3 separate regions of the Mus musculus genome follow, and regions 1 and 3 are each linked to region 2. The links are chromatin contacts, called in public promoter capture Hi-C maps. All regions are on one chromosome and are shown on one strand. Each heading gives the region's core, a stretch centred on a gene start, on an enhancer-like site or on the middle of the called end of the contact. The rest is flanking DNA. Distances are from core to core; before and after follow the strand shown.

Region 1 (4,327 bases), core at 231-2,730, 200 kb after region 2:
ACAAGATGCTGTTTTTCCTAACCGAATTCCTACTCCCTAGTGTAGACCATATCAGCCTCTCTGAGGTTCAGATGGGTCAGCTCACCTTTCTGACCCATGAACTGAGACAGATATAACTTTTTTTAAAAAAATTTCAGATAGTGGTCATAACCTACTAAATACGTGTTTGTTACCATCTTGATAGGGTTTGTTTTCTCTGCCACTTAAAGAATTAAGAGTAAAAAAAAAAAAAAAAAAAAATCTCAGCGCAACAGGTAGCAACAGGGGAAATCTCAGACCCTGCAGGCAGAATCAACTAAAGAACAGCTCTTCCTAGTAGTAAAGAAACAAATGTACAAGAAGGTGGGGGTGGGGTGGGGGGTGGGGACACAGAAAGGCAGAGATCCGGAAACTTTGAAGAGTCTTTCTAACTTAGGGATGTTCAGTTTGAACAAAGACAGGAAAACTGATAGGCCCATCTTTTGGGGTAAATATATCTATTCCATGTTGCTGAACTTGCAGTGCCTGTTCCCAGGCAATGGTCCCTATCCCAGCAGATGCAGTGACTTACAACTTTGCTTCCCTGGGATTTTTTCTTTAAAATTTGAATAAAAATGCTTTAATTGGCAGAGCAAACGAACTGATTCCTGTGTCCCTAGAGAACCTTATGACTGCTACTATGTAACCGCACTTTTCATATTCATAACTGTTTTCTCTTGGTATATTCTCTTGGTATATTTCTCTTTTCTTGGCTGAAAAATGTATGGACTGAGTGAAAAGGAAGGGGAAAGCTTTTGCTATCATGCAGACTACATCATCTCAAGTTTCTCATGGGTGACATTAGACCAGTGGACCTGCCCTGGCTGGGTATCCCTTTATCTCTGTGGCAGGCCTAGGTACCCTTTCTCTAAGGTTCTGTCCATGGTACACTAACTAAATCTGACTTTAAATAAGCAGACTCCAGACTTAGTTTCCAGGGGGAAGTGGGAAAGCTCTTCTTTGGAAAAACCAAGTCTAAATTCTTTTTAAATGCAGTTATCAAGATGAGCGGATGCGGGGCGTGGTGGTGCACACCTTTAATCCTAGCACTTGGTAGACAGAGGCAGGCAGATTTCTGAGTTCGAGGCCAGTCTGGTCTACAAAGTGAGTTCCAGGACAGCCAGGGCTATACAGAGAAACCCTGTCTCGAAAAACAAAACAAAACAAAAAACAAAAAAAAAAAAGAAAAAAAAAAAGAAAAAAGAGTGGATTTCTGCCCGGGCCATGAGAGCTTTGGCTGCAATATGGCATGTGTGCCCCACTTATTAAATTAAGAGTTTACCACCAAGCTCTAATGTGTGTGTGTGTGGGGGGGGGGGGGGTGGGGGGGTTGGGGGGGGGGTGTCTGATCGCTTATCCAATTAGTACCACGGAGCACAGCACGAGCTATCCAATCAGAAGCGCCGATTGGTGAAGCGGACGTTCCTCACCGGCCTTCTCTTACTTGCCAGACTATTGTGGTGATAGAGTTCTGCCAGCTGAGGGAGTCACAGGTATCCGTTCAGGGTCCGTGTTGTGTGGCTGCCAACACCAGGATCATTCCTAAGGCCCCAGCAAGCCTTGGGCTCAGCTATGGTAAGTGTCCTTACGGCCAGCTGTCCAATCAGGAACGCCGGCAGAAAGCGGATATGCCTCACCCGCCATCTTTCTTCCTGGCACGGTCTGGTCAGCTGAGAGGGCAGCGGGTACGGTTAAGCCTCTTTGGCTCCGGGACAGCTGACCTCTGGAGCCTTCTTGAAACTACAAGAGGGCCCGGGAGCAGACGAGGCGAACGTCGGGGCAATGTAAGGGGCGCCGGGTGTTCCCCGGGTAGATGCCTCAGTCCTACATCCTCAGTCCTACATTGCTTTGGGTGCTGCGGGACTCAGGGTTTCTCTGCACTCTAGGTGGCAGGACCCCGGCGGGCAGCCCCATCTCTTGCAGAATCCTGTACTTCTGTCTCCTCAGCGAGACGCCTCCTGTAAAGTACAGGTAGATGGGCATGTTAACACATGACCACTACACCAGCCCATACGACATGATGACGAATTGAAGGCCAGTTAGGACATAGACCCTGTCTCAAAGAGGAAAAAAAAAAAGTAACTTGAAAATATGGTTTATTTACTTCACAAGTCCAGGTTACAGTCTATCGTCTATCGCTGCAGAAAAGAACTCTGCCCAACCATTCTAAAATATAATAAAGTATGCTTTGAGGAGAATAGCAAGTGATGACTAAGCCACCTTACCTGTAGAATGGGCTAGAAGGAAGCCTGGTGATATCCACGAAAGATGTGGGAAAATGACCTGAAAGGCAGTTTGCAGAGCTTCAAAGCTTTCCTTCCTGTATTTGCAAAAGCATGGGTTATTTTGTTCATGTTGTTTATGGTGATATATTTTTGTTTGTTTTATTTTAAGACAAAAAATCTCATTATGTAGCCCAGGCTGGACACAAAGTAACAGTCCTTCCTCAGCCTCCTAAGTGATAAGGTTATAGGAATACATCAACATGCCGTGCCCTTGATACAGAAGAATTTAATGTAGGGGAGGCAGATCAGGGTACTAAATAACCTTGAGGCTGACTAAGGCCACAGTAAATCTCTTTTCACCCTGTTGTGCTTAAATGAGTCAGTGTTTCCCTTCTGCCTACTGATGAGACGACAGAAAGAAATCTCAGTATACGGTTCTAATACTCCAGGTCCACAGAATAGAAAGAAGAGTAGATTTTTCCCCCCTGTATATTCCAAGAAATCTCTCCAGCACTCCTAAAGCCAAGGCAAAATTGTATGGTAGGAGCAGAGGTATCACAGACCCCACAAAGCAGAAAAAGCCCAGGGAAATTGAGGGAGTGAGGCTGCTGCAGTCTTTAACAGTAAAGTCCATGGAAGAAGGGTTACCCTTAAGACCTCACAGATAAAGAGTCACCTGCATACAGGATAGCTCTGTGGCAGTCACAAGGACAGTTGCTCAATACATGACAACTAAAGTATTTGCTTCATCTCCCAGAGGGTTTTAGACAACTCTACCCAAGTTTTGTGAGCTTTGAGCATGGCTAGTATCTTCTGGTCAAACTACTTACTTTCGGTATAGATTCTGGAGTTTCAGTTTAACAGGTGTTTGAAAACATTAAATGAAGTCTTCTAGACGTAAATATTTGTAACTTTAAATTGTGGGTAGATCTGAGTAACATCATGACATATGCAGCTCTGCTAGTGCATCATTCACCTCATATAATCTCATCATATAGCAGCTATGTGACTTCACATCAGCCCACGAAGAAAGGTGAGTGTGGTGCACCATGGCATTGAGACAGAAACTGACTCATTATATATTGCGATTATAGTTCGAGTTCACCATTATATGTTGTTGTAAATACCTTCTTGTGTCTAGTTAGCAAATTAACATTTCTCACATGTCTGTATAGGGAAAACCATAGTGGTTAGGCTAACTACTTGCCACTATTTTAGTCTTCCACTACAGGTCTTGAAACATACCTCCTTCAGATACTGATGAGTTCTGCGCTTCTTTTCTTCCTTTTTATACACACTTGTGGACATGTATTTTGATCTTTCCCACCTGCTGTTGTACTTGGTTACCCCACCCCCTTCTGCAGAACCTGCTCTCACCTCAGCTCCCCTCCTGCCGTCACTGCTTTGTTCATTTGTGACCTTAGGATGCTAATCATGGTTACCTTAGTGAACGTGGCTGAGAGTTATTTACTGAAGCATGGCCAGTTTATCAGTGGCTACACTTCTGAAAACACTGACTCTTCTCCAGCAAGCCATTGACCTCTAAATAGTTCCTCAGGAACAGTGGGGCCTGACAACGGGATGTTGGGGAGGCCCCATTGTGCAGGCAACTATAGCTGCTTGGAGTTCACAAGCTCAACAGCTGTATCATGTCCAGAACACAGCACTCACAACATTGCTTCCCATCCTCCAATGTTTGTATTTTCTCTTTTCTTCTTTTATGATGTTCTCCATGCCTTGGATTGGGTGACAGGGGCAAGTATTCAAGAGTTACTTATATTCAGGACTTGGACTGTTTATGAATTTCTGTATTAAACATCACCCACTGCACAGAGAAACCTCTTTGGCCAGCACTAATCTTCTTGACAGCAGCACTAATCTATCAGTATAAACATTAATATTTATAAGACAGCTTGACATCGGGTCCATAGAGCAAAACAACGATAGGTTAGGGCCTATGACCTTTCCACCCAAGGGCTTTGGAGTTCCCTTCTGGAGGGAGGGCCTCAAATACAATCAGATAATTGTTCGTCACCACCATAACTTCCATGCCACTTTTATACCAACCGGCTGATTGATATTGC
Region 2 (4,394 bases), core at 915-3,414:
CTTTAACAAAAAAAGTAATATGACGCTCAAGAAGAAGGAAGAGCAACATGTGGGTGCTTCGGTCCTTCTTAGAAAGGGAAACAAAATACACACAGGAGCAAATATGGAGACAAAGCGTAGAGCAGAGACTGCAGGAAAGGCCATCTAGAGACTGTTCTACCTGGGGATTCATCCCAGATACCGTCACCAAACCCAGACACTACTGTGGATACAAAGAAATGCTTGCTGAAAGAAAGCTAATATGGCTGTCTCCTGAGAGGCCCTGCCAGAGCCTTCCAAAGACAGATCCAGATGCTCACAACCAACCATTGCACTGAGCGCAGGGTCCCCAATCAATGGGAGGAGAGGTCAGTGAGTTTGGCAATGTCAGGAAGACTTGCAAAATCACAGATTTACTCCTAGTTCTAGGCACTCTGCGCCCAAGGACACAAATGACAGAGTTCAGAGGAAACATCCTTTAACTCTGTGGCACGCCTATGAAAAAGCAAGCATCTCTGGGTGACACGGAGACAAGGTAGAGGGCGGGCAGGGACTGCTCTAGGTCACTCTGCTGTGCAGAATATCACAACCTCTGTGTCAGAGCTAGCCTAGAAGAGTGTCACCTTGGACAACAACCATACTGACCTGATTTGCTACAGAGTAACAGTACCAGGAAAGGGGGACTGTTTACACAAGTCCAGCTTGTTTACACACACACACACACACACACACACACACACACACACACACAAACCACAATCTGCCAGCACACCAAGAGACATTAACTGTGTCAATAAGTAGCAACACTCATACCAGATCATACCAGAAACACCAGACACAGGGGCTTTTGGTCCACAACAGATGGAACCCTCTTACCTGAGACTAAAACCAGAGAGTGGCAGGGTCAGCTGTCAAAAGCCAGCAAAATTGTCAACTCCTGGATCACCATGTCCCTCACCACAGCAGTTTCTTCGTGGCAAAATATTCAGCCCACCTGAAAGTCACCATCCAATAGCCTGTCCTCCCAAGAGGCATTTGGCATCTACGTACCTGCACTGCCAAGCCTTAGCTGGTCCCCTGGAGACTCCCCCCTCACCTACCTCAGCTCTCTACCTGTGTCTTCAGGACAGACGGATTCTGCAGGCTCTTTAACTATTTCCTAGCCATTTGTAACCTGTGTTGTCTCTGGTTGTGTGAAATGTCCCCGTGTGATCTGCTGGTTGATGTTAGGGATTCAAACTGGAATCACTAGGTGTGGAAGTGCACATCTTTCATCCCAGCACTGGAGAGCAGAACTAGGCAGATCTGTGAGTCCAGGACCAGTACCAGCCTCAAGGGTTGTATGTTAGATATCTTGCATATCAGATGTTTACATTACGGTTCATAACGGTAGCAGAATTGCAGTTATAAAGGAGCAACAAAGGTAATTTTATGGATGGGATCACAAAATGAACATTAGGAAGGTTGAGAGTCACTGCACTATGGGCATTTATTCCAGAAAGGATGGGGCCACTCGCTGCTCCAATATGTCTAACCCCCCTCCCCCGCACACACACACCCCGGCACCCCCCACCCCATCTCTCTCTCTCAACACTGAGAATCACAAAGTCCTCTGGGTAGCTGCGCCCTGAGACACTGCATAGGGTGTGTCGAGATTTTCAGGGGAGGACGAAGCAGTTATAGGACTCGTGTCCTAACCTTCATCATCCACGCAGCTCCACCTTCATCCCCCGTAGAAGAGTCCCAATCCAACTCCCAGAGTTGGCTCCTCAGGATCCTCCCGAGACCTTGGTGGAGAAGCCCAGCTGACCCCAGACGCTGCAGCGCTGAGCGCTCAGAGAGGAAGAGACCACCGCTCTGTCTGATGGACCAGCTCCACCCAGCGGAATCGGAGCGGCAAGACCCAGCGGAGCCAGATGAGACTCCGCTGCAGACTCAGCTGTCTTGCAAGACCTGCTCCCATTGCGGTCTCCGTCTGCTGCCGCAGCATCCTGCCCACATCTAAGTCACAGGCCGAACGTACCATTTCCAGCCCCGGAGTGTCCTGGTGTGCTCCTGCGGCTCCTGCTGTCAGTGAAGGCGACTCTGATATCTAGGCCTGGCATCTAGGACATACTTCCAAATAACACAAACATGCCTAATTTGGGGGGCTGGGGAGGGGGTTTAAGGAAACAGACCTCGGTCAGACAAAGCCCCTCATGCAAGAAGCGTACTTCTCATTGGACACTTCAGACACTAAAGTAATAACCTTTACCCTGATAGGCCAGCGAGCCTAACCTTTCTCCGGATAGGCCAGCGAGCCCTTGGCTCAGGTCCTGGAGCGCTAGTGACAGGGCATACAAGTTTTATTAGGCAAATTAGCAAGCAGATTTCACTCTAGACCCCTGCGTTCTAGCCCTGTCTGGGTGACTGTGTGCATGCAAGCGAAGTTTGTTCTCTTGCTTGTAACAATTCACAGTGAGCCGTTCCTAATTCTTCCTCCTAAGAATGGGGTCAGAGCAAGAGAATTCCAGACTCTGGTCACGGAGACAACTCTTAAGAGCTGCTTTGAGTAGGATTAGGAGGAAGGGCCTTATTAAAGGAAACCTCTCAGCCCGCTCTCATCTTCCCACATCCCACCGCTATACCGCCAGTCTGTACAAGACTTTGCGAACTATTCCACCAATAAAATTCACAAAAATAACCAGGTGGTGGTGGCGCATGCCTTTAATCCCAGCACTTGGGAGGCAGAGGCAGAGGCAGGCAGATTTCTGAGTTCGACGCCAGCCTGGTCTACAGAGTGAGTTCCAGGACAGCCAGGGCTATACAGAGAAACCCTGTCTCGAACAAACAAACAAATTGACAAAAATAGGCAACCTGACTTGTCTCTCACCCTGCAGTTTCAAAAAAAAAAAAACAAAACAAAACAAAAACAAAAACAAAAAGCAAAAAACCAAACAAAACAAAAACAAAAAATGTTTACCCAGAAAACCAGTTTCTGGGCCTGTTGAAATCAGTGCCCTCCTGCCCTGCTCTCTACTGCAAAAACGGATTTTCAGAGCCTTTGTGATGTGTTCAGGTTTGGAGGCCTTATTTTCTCAGACCAATAAACATCTGCTCTTGCTGTGTGTTAGGGTTTGTATTAATTAGGGTTTTATTGCTGTGAAGAGACACCATGTCCAAGGCAACTCTTATAAAGGCAAACATTTAATTGGGACTGGCTTACAGTTTCAGAGGTTCGGTCCATTATCATCATGGTGGAAAGCATGGCAGCCTCCAGACAGATATGGTACTGTAAGTGTTGGGAGTCCTACATCTTAATCAGAAGGCATCCAGGAGGAGACTGTCTTCTCCAGGCAGCCAGGAAGGGACTCTCTTCTGCACAGGGCAGAGCTTGAACACTAGGAGCCTCAAAGTCCACTGCAACAATGACATACTTCCTCTAACAAGGCCACAAGTCTTAAAAGTGCCACTCCCTGGGCCTTGCCAAGCAATTCAAACCACCACATGGTTCTTTAGCATAACAGAACACACACACACACACACACACACACACACACACACACACACACACACAGCGGGAGAGAGATGTATAAAATAATTTACAGGCTGTGGTCTAACTAGTCCAACAATGACTGACTTTGAACAGAAAGTCCAAGAACCCAGTAGTTGCTCAGAACACAAGGCTGGATGTCTCAGCTGGTGTTCAACTGATATCAGAGTCACAAAGAGCTAGGCTCTAATGCCAGTGTAGAAATGGACTTGCAAGCAAGGCAAGAGCAAGCAGGCAAAGAATAAAAGCTTCCTTCTCCCATGTCCTTATATAGGCTTCCAGCAGAAGCAGAAACCCACATTAGATCTGGATTAAAGATCTGGACTAAAGGTATGTCTTCCTATCCCAAGAACAGGATTTAAAAGCATGTGTTTTCTCCATTCAACAACAACAACAACAAAAATATCTAGATTATAGGTGTGTTTTTCAACTGAGAGATCTGAATTAGATGTGTCACATTAACAGTCAAGCACACCCATTGAACACTGTTACCAGGTCAAACTGAGTCTGTTCTTGCATTTTCCTTCAATGACTTTCTTTCCTACTAGACAGTTTTTTTCTTACCTCAAAATTTGGAATGAGGCAGGTGGCTTTTTTGATCCCATACTCAACCAATAACATAAAAACACACAAACAATCAATGCATGTCATTCAAGTTACCAAGTTATGGAGAAAGCAGAACTTATACAAAAAACTGGCTCAAAATAATAGCAAAAAAAAAAAAAGCACAAAAACGCACATTAAAAAATTAAACCATGGGGCTGGAGAGATGGCTCAAGTGGTTAAGAACACTGACTGCTCTTCCAGAGGTCCTGAATTCAAATCCCAGCAACCACATGGTGGCTCACAACCATCTGTAATGGGATCCGATGCCCTCTTCTGG
Region 3 (4,052 bases), core at 811-3,310, 210 kb before region 2:
TCTCTATGGCTTTTTCTTAATAATCCTATGTTCACTTCCGGTCAACTGGTTGCTTGCTCTGCCTCTTGACCTAAGATTGACTTTATTTAATCCTGTTTACAGTATTCAAGCACAAAGCTCTTGGATTAAAGGTGAGTGCTAAGGTGGAGCCAAGTCACAACTATAAACAGGTTTTTCCAGTAAATTACACTATCTCAAGGTTCACAGTGTTATCAAATATCCTGCAACAACAAAGTCGTCAGATGCCTTAGACTATGGGAGATGTAGCTCACTCAAACGACGACACTTTAATTATTGAGACAAAAAAAAATGGGGAAGCAATTCTTTTATTAACATATGATTAGTCTTCAGGAACTCCCCAAGATCTCCAGTAACATTTCTTCCCTGTGTTTTAAACCTTTAATTAAAACAAACAAACAAACAAACAAACAAATGCAAAAAACTGTTCCTGCAACCCTAGAGGGTATTACACTTGTGCAAACATAACAGCCTAGGTTCAAATCCCCAGAGCCCATAGAAAGTCGGGCATAATTGCACACATGCATAATCTTAGTACTTTTGTAGAAAAGGAGGTGGAAGTGGGGGAACCCCTGAAAGCCAGTGATTCATTGAGCTTGGATTACGCAGCTGCAAAATCAATAAGTGGCCCTCAAAAAAGGTGGCCTGTACAGACTGACCCTCAAGGCTGTTGTGTGACCAGTGCTGTGTTCTGCTTGTACCTGTCTGCTCAGGGCTGCTCTCCACCTCAACATCACATGTCTCCTCCCTCTCACCATGTCTCAGTTCACATATAGGTCAACCTAAGTTATGTTCTCCCAGCTGAGCTGCTGACTCCTGGCATCTGACCTGGGGACTTGGTCATTGGGCTGTACTCCTTTTTGCTGCTCCAGAGAGTAGTGGCTCTCTCCAGACCCTGAGCTGCTTCAGAGCAGCATTTGAATTTTGCCTGACTGTGTAGCTGGTAGGCAGAGGCATCCTGGACCTCCCAGTTTTGTGCCATGAAAGGCTACATGCAGGTCTCAGACCCCATGAGAGAAGTTTCTTTGTGCAGTGAGCAGAACTTGTCTCTAAGTGAAACTATACCACGCCCACATGGGCCCCACAAGATTCAAGGATTTTTGTGGAAGTTGGAGCGAAATGACTGTAAGAGCCAGAAGTCTAGAAGAATAGGACCAAACAATGCCTTCTGGGTATGGTAGGACCTCTGCTCTAGTGAGCTCACAGACGCTGCAGTGAACCCAAGATAACACCAAGCTCAAGATAACCAACATTCCAGCACTGGGGAAGGGATGGTGAGCCCTAGCCCCTAGTTGAGGAGTTATTGGCAGCTGATGGTGGTGGGAGAGTCAGCTTTCTCTGAGGGTCTGATCACTGGTAAGCCTTTTGTCCCTGATAGGCACTACACCTATTTGAATCAGTAAGTTATTTAAAAAAAAAAAAAAGGGAGGGGTGTGGGTAAGGAGCCAATCTGGAAGGAATTAAGCGGGAGAGTAGGAGGCAAGTCTGATCAAAACACATTTTATGCATAAAATTCTCAACAACAAATTAATAAAATATTGTGTATTTAAAAAAAAAAAAAGGTACATGCTGTGAGTGCAGTCCAGTGCAGAGGACTTTGGGAGATGGTCTGTGACCAAGCCTGGCCTGGTTGCATTCTCCTAGCAGGAGAATTCCTGTTAATGATTTTGCTAGATACACTGTCGTCTCTGACGAGTCTCTGACGCGTAGGGATACCCCTACTTGGCTGTGGATGTTAGACTCAGACTTACCTCTGCTAACCTCAGAGTTTTGCTCCCAAATCTCTCCTGCCCTCAACCTCCATCCCCATGCCCATCCTCCATCCCACCCCCCCACCCCCCGCCCTCCCCCATGATGTGAGAGGGAACAAGTTCTAAGGCTCTGGTGTTCATGCTGTGACCCTGAATTGATTTCACTCTGTACCCTGCTGACCCAACCCCCTCCTTTTGGCCTTCTGCCCCAGAGGGGAGGAGGCAGTTGGGCCTGTGAAGGATTGGCTGACACAACTGAGCTCAGCCTCCTTCAGAGCAGAAGCCAGGAACAAAGAAACTCTAAAGGAAGGAGAACCGTGGGAAACTCACTGTTCCTGAGAGAAGGTGCCTGGCTAAGAGTAGGTTAAAGAGAACTCTAAGCCTGAACCTGGCTGCTTATTTCTAGATAACCAGCTATCTGAAGCCAAAAAGTCAGAGTGATCCTGTTGGCTTCAGACATGGGGTTTTTCAGGTAACATCTCCTGGCAGTTTCATTCAGGAATTTTGGGTCTCTCCCTCTCTCCCTCTCTCCCTCTCTCCCTCCTCCTCCTCCTCCTCTACCTCCACCTCCTCTTCCTCCATATTACTGCCTATTTCCACCCCATGGATCTCTCCTCCTACAAACAGCCTTCATTATTCATATCCCTGGTCCATTATGCCTGATGGCCCCAACCTTCTTCCAACCTCCCAGTCTCACTGTCTGTCCATTTGCCCCACAGGATGCCACAGTTGGACCTGTCTTGGCTGGGACTGAGGCTGGAGGCATCCTCACCATGGCTGCTTTTGCTGCTGATCGGAGCTTCCTGGCTCTTGGCCCGTGTCCTGACTCAGACCTATATCTTCTACAGAACATATCATCATCTTTGTGATTTCCCTCAACCCCCCAAATGGAATTGGTTCTTGGGTCACCTAGGCATGGTGAGTGCAGCAATATATTGTGGGTCTTGTATTTTGGAGAGAATGGACCAGGAATGGACCTCAGGGGATGGGTCTGAAGTCCTCCAGCATCCTTCACTAGCTTTTCTCATGTCCCTGCCTCCACCCCTACTTTGCTCTGGATTAATTTCTAGTCCATCTTTCTTACACTGGTGGACACTTCCAAGGTAGACAATACAGAGTGAGGACCCCTGGGGTTCCCTCATTGTCTGCTGGACTTGAGGCCTCTTGGGAAGCTCTGTCCAACGTCAATGCCATTTTTCTGTCAATCCATATCAGGGTTTCCATGTTTGCCTGGGGGTAATCTCTGGTATTCCTCTCCTACCACCCATGAAGCAGGAGAGTTATGGGTTGTCTTCCTGCCTCTTGTTCCTGAAGCACTTTTTACTTAAAAGCTGTCAGTTCTTCCCTAAGATGGACCATTGAGTCCTGTTGCCCAACTGAGATAAGAGTTGTCTCTTCACCCTCCCGTAAGCATTCCTTGACCCCGTGCCTTAGATTTTGACCAAGTCTGTTCTTGCCTTTGGGTGACTCGGTCTCAGTTGCTTCACTTGCAAACACCGAAGCTCACAACATCTGTACACATCAGTGACATCATACGCAGGGTGATGTTTGGTGAGAGCATGGGGCCTCACAGGTAGGAGTTTCTGCCCTCCTAGAGAATTAGTGGTCCCCTCTTGTCCTGGAGTTGACTAGTCCCTGCTCTGCAGACCTTTTGCACAGTTGGAACTGCAGACCTATCCAAGTTTTGTTTTCATTCTGTTGCTGTGATAAAACACTGACCAAAAGTGACCTCAGGAGGAAAAAGTTTGTTTGAGGGTAGTCAAGGTAGGAACTCCAGCAGGAACTTGAGACAGAAAGCGTGGAGAAACACTGCCCATTTGCTCACTCTCAAGCACATGTTTAGCTAGCTTTTGAAAAATACAGTCCAGAACTATCTGTGCAGAAAATGGTGACAGGTAGAATGGCTGGGTGCTTCTAAATCAACTAACAATTAAGACAGTCCCCCAAAGATGTGCCCACAGACCACTCTGATCTGGCAGTACCATGCAACTGAGACTCCCTTCTCAGGTGAGTAGAGGCCCTGTCAAGTTGTCAATTACAACTAACAGGCTTCAATGTTGCCTAGACACCCCTAAGTCCCGGTTGAGACCTTCCCTGATGATGGTCCCTGGGGCTGAAATTAATACCACCAGAGAACATTCATCTTCGCAAGCCAAGGTGGCTATCTCTGACGTAGGCTGTATACCTTCTCCATTGGCCCTGGGATAGACCCTTGAGACTCAGCCATAACCCTGAGAAAGATGGAGCAGGACTCAGCACAAACCCATATAGTGTAGGCTACTT

What was found. Capture Hi-C pulls out chosen DNA fragments and counts their contacts.
Region 1: a promoter capture Hi-C map of adipose tissue shows a contact between it and region 2. The contact joins the promoter of Zfp563 here to the promoter of Zfp870 in region 2. A contact is called at or near these places in 2 of 39 promoter capture datasets (the HPC-7 cell line and hippocampal neurons), 2 of 484 Hi-C or Micro-C datasets (LSK cells and liver), 1 of 115 datasets of contacts at active chromatin or transcription factors (pancreatic cancer cells) and 4 of 9 other capture datasets (adipose tissue, liver, macrophages and 1 more).
Region 3: a promoter capture Hi-C map of pancreatic islet shows a contact between it and region 2. The contact joins the promoter of Cyp4f15 here to the promoter of Zfp870 in region 2. A contact is called at or near these places in 6 of 39 promoter capture datasets (the 3T3-L1 cell line, HPC-7-derived erythroid cells, cranial neural crest and 3 more), 3 of 115 datasets of contacts at active chromatin or transcription factors (embryonic stem cells, neural progenitor cells and trophoblast stem cells) and 3 of 9 other capture datasets (adipose tissue, liver and pancreatic islet).

What each region holds. Positions count from the first base shown.
Region 1 is chr17:33,087,887-33,092,213 of GRCm38.p6, forward strand. It overlaps Zfp563 (zinc finger protein 563), which reads left to right and starts at 1,481. Exons shown (of 4, transcript NM_001024950.2): 1 at 1,481-1,593. The coding sequence starts at 1,591.
Region 2 is chr17:32,889,439-32,893,832 of GRCm38.p6, forward strand. Zfp870 (zinc finger protein 870) reads right to left here and starts at 2,165. Exons shown (of 4, transcript NM_207245.2): 1 at 2,003-2,165. The coding sequence starts at 2,005.
Region 3 is chr17:32,683,571-32,687,622 of GRCm38.p6, forward strand. Cyp4f15 (cytochrome P450, family 4, subfamily f, polypeptide 15) reads left to right here and starts at 2,061. Exons shown (of 13, transcript NM_001346538.1): 1 at 2,061-2,241; 2 at 2,489-2,687. The coding sequence starts at 2,228.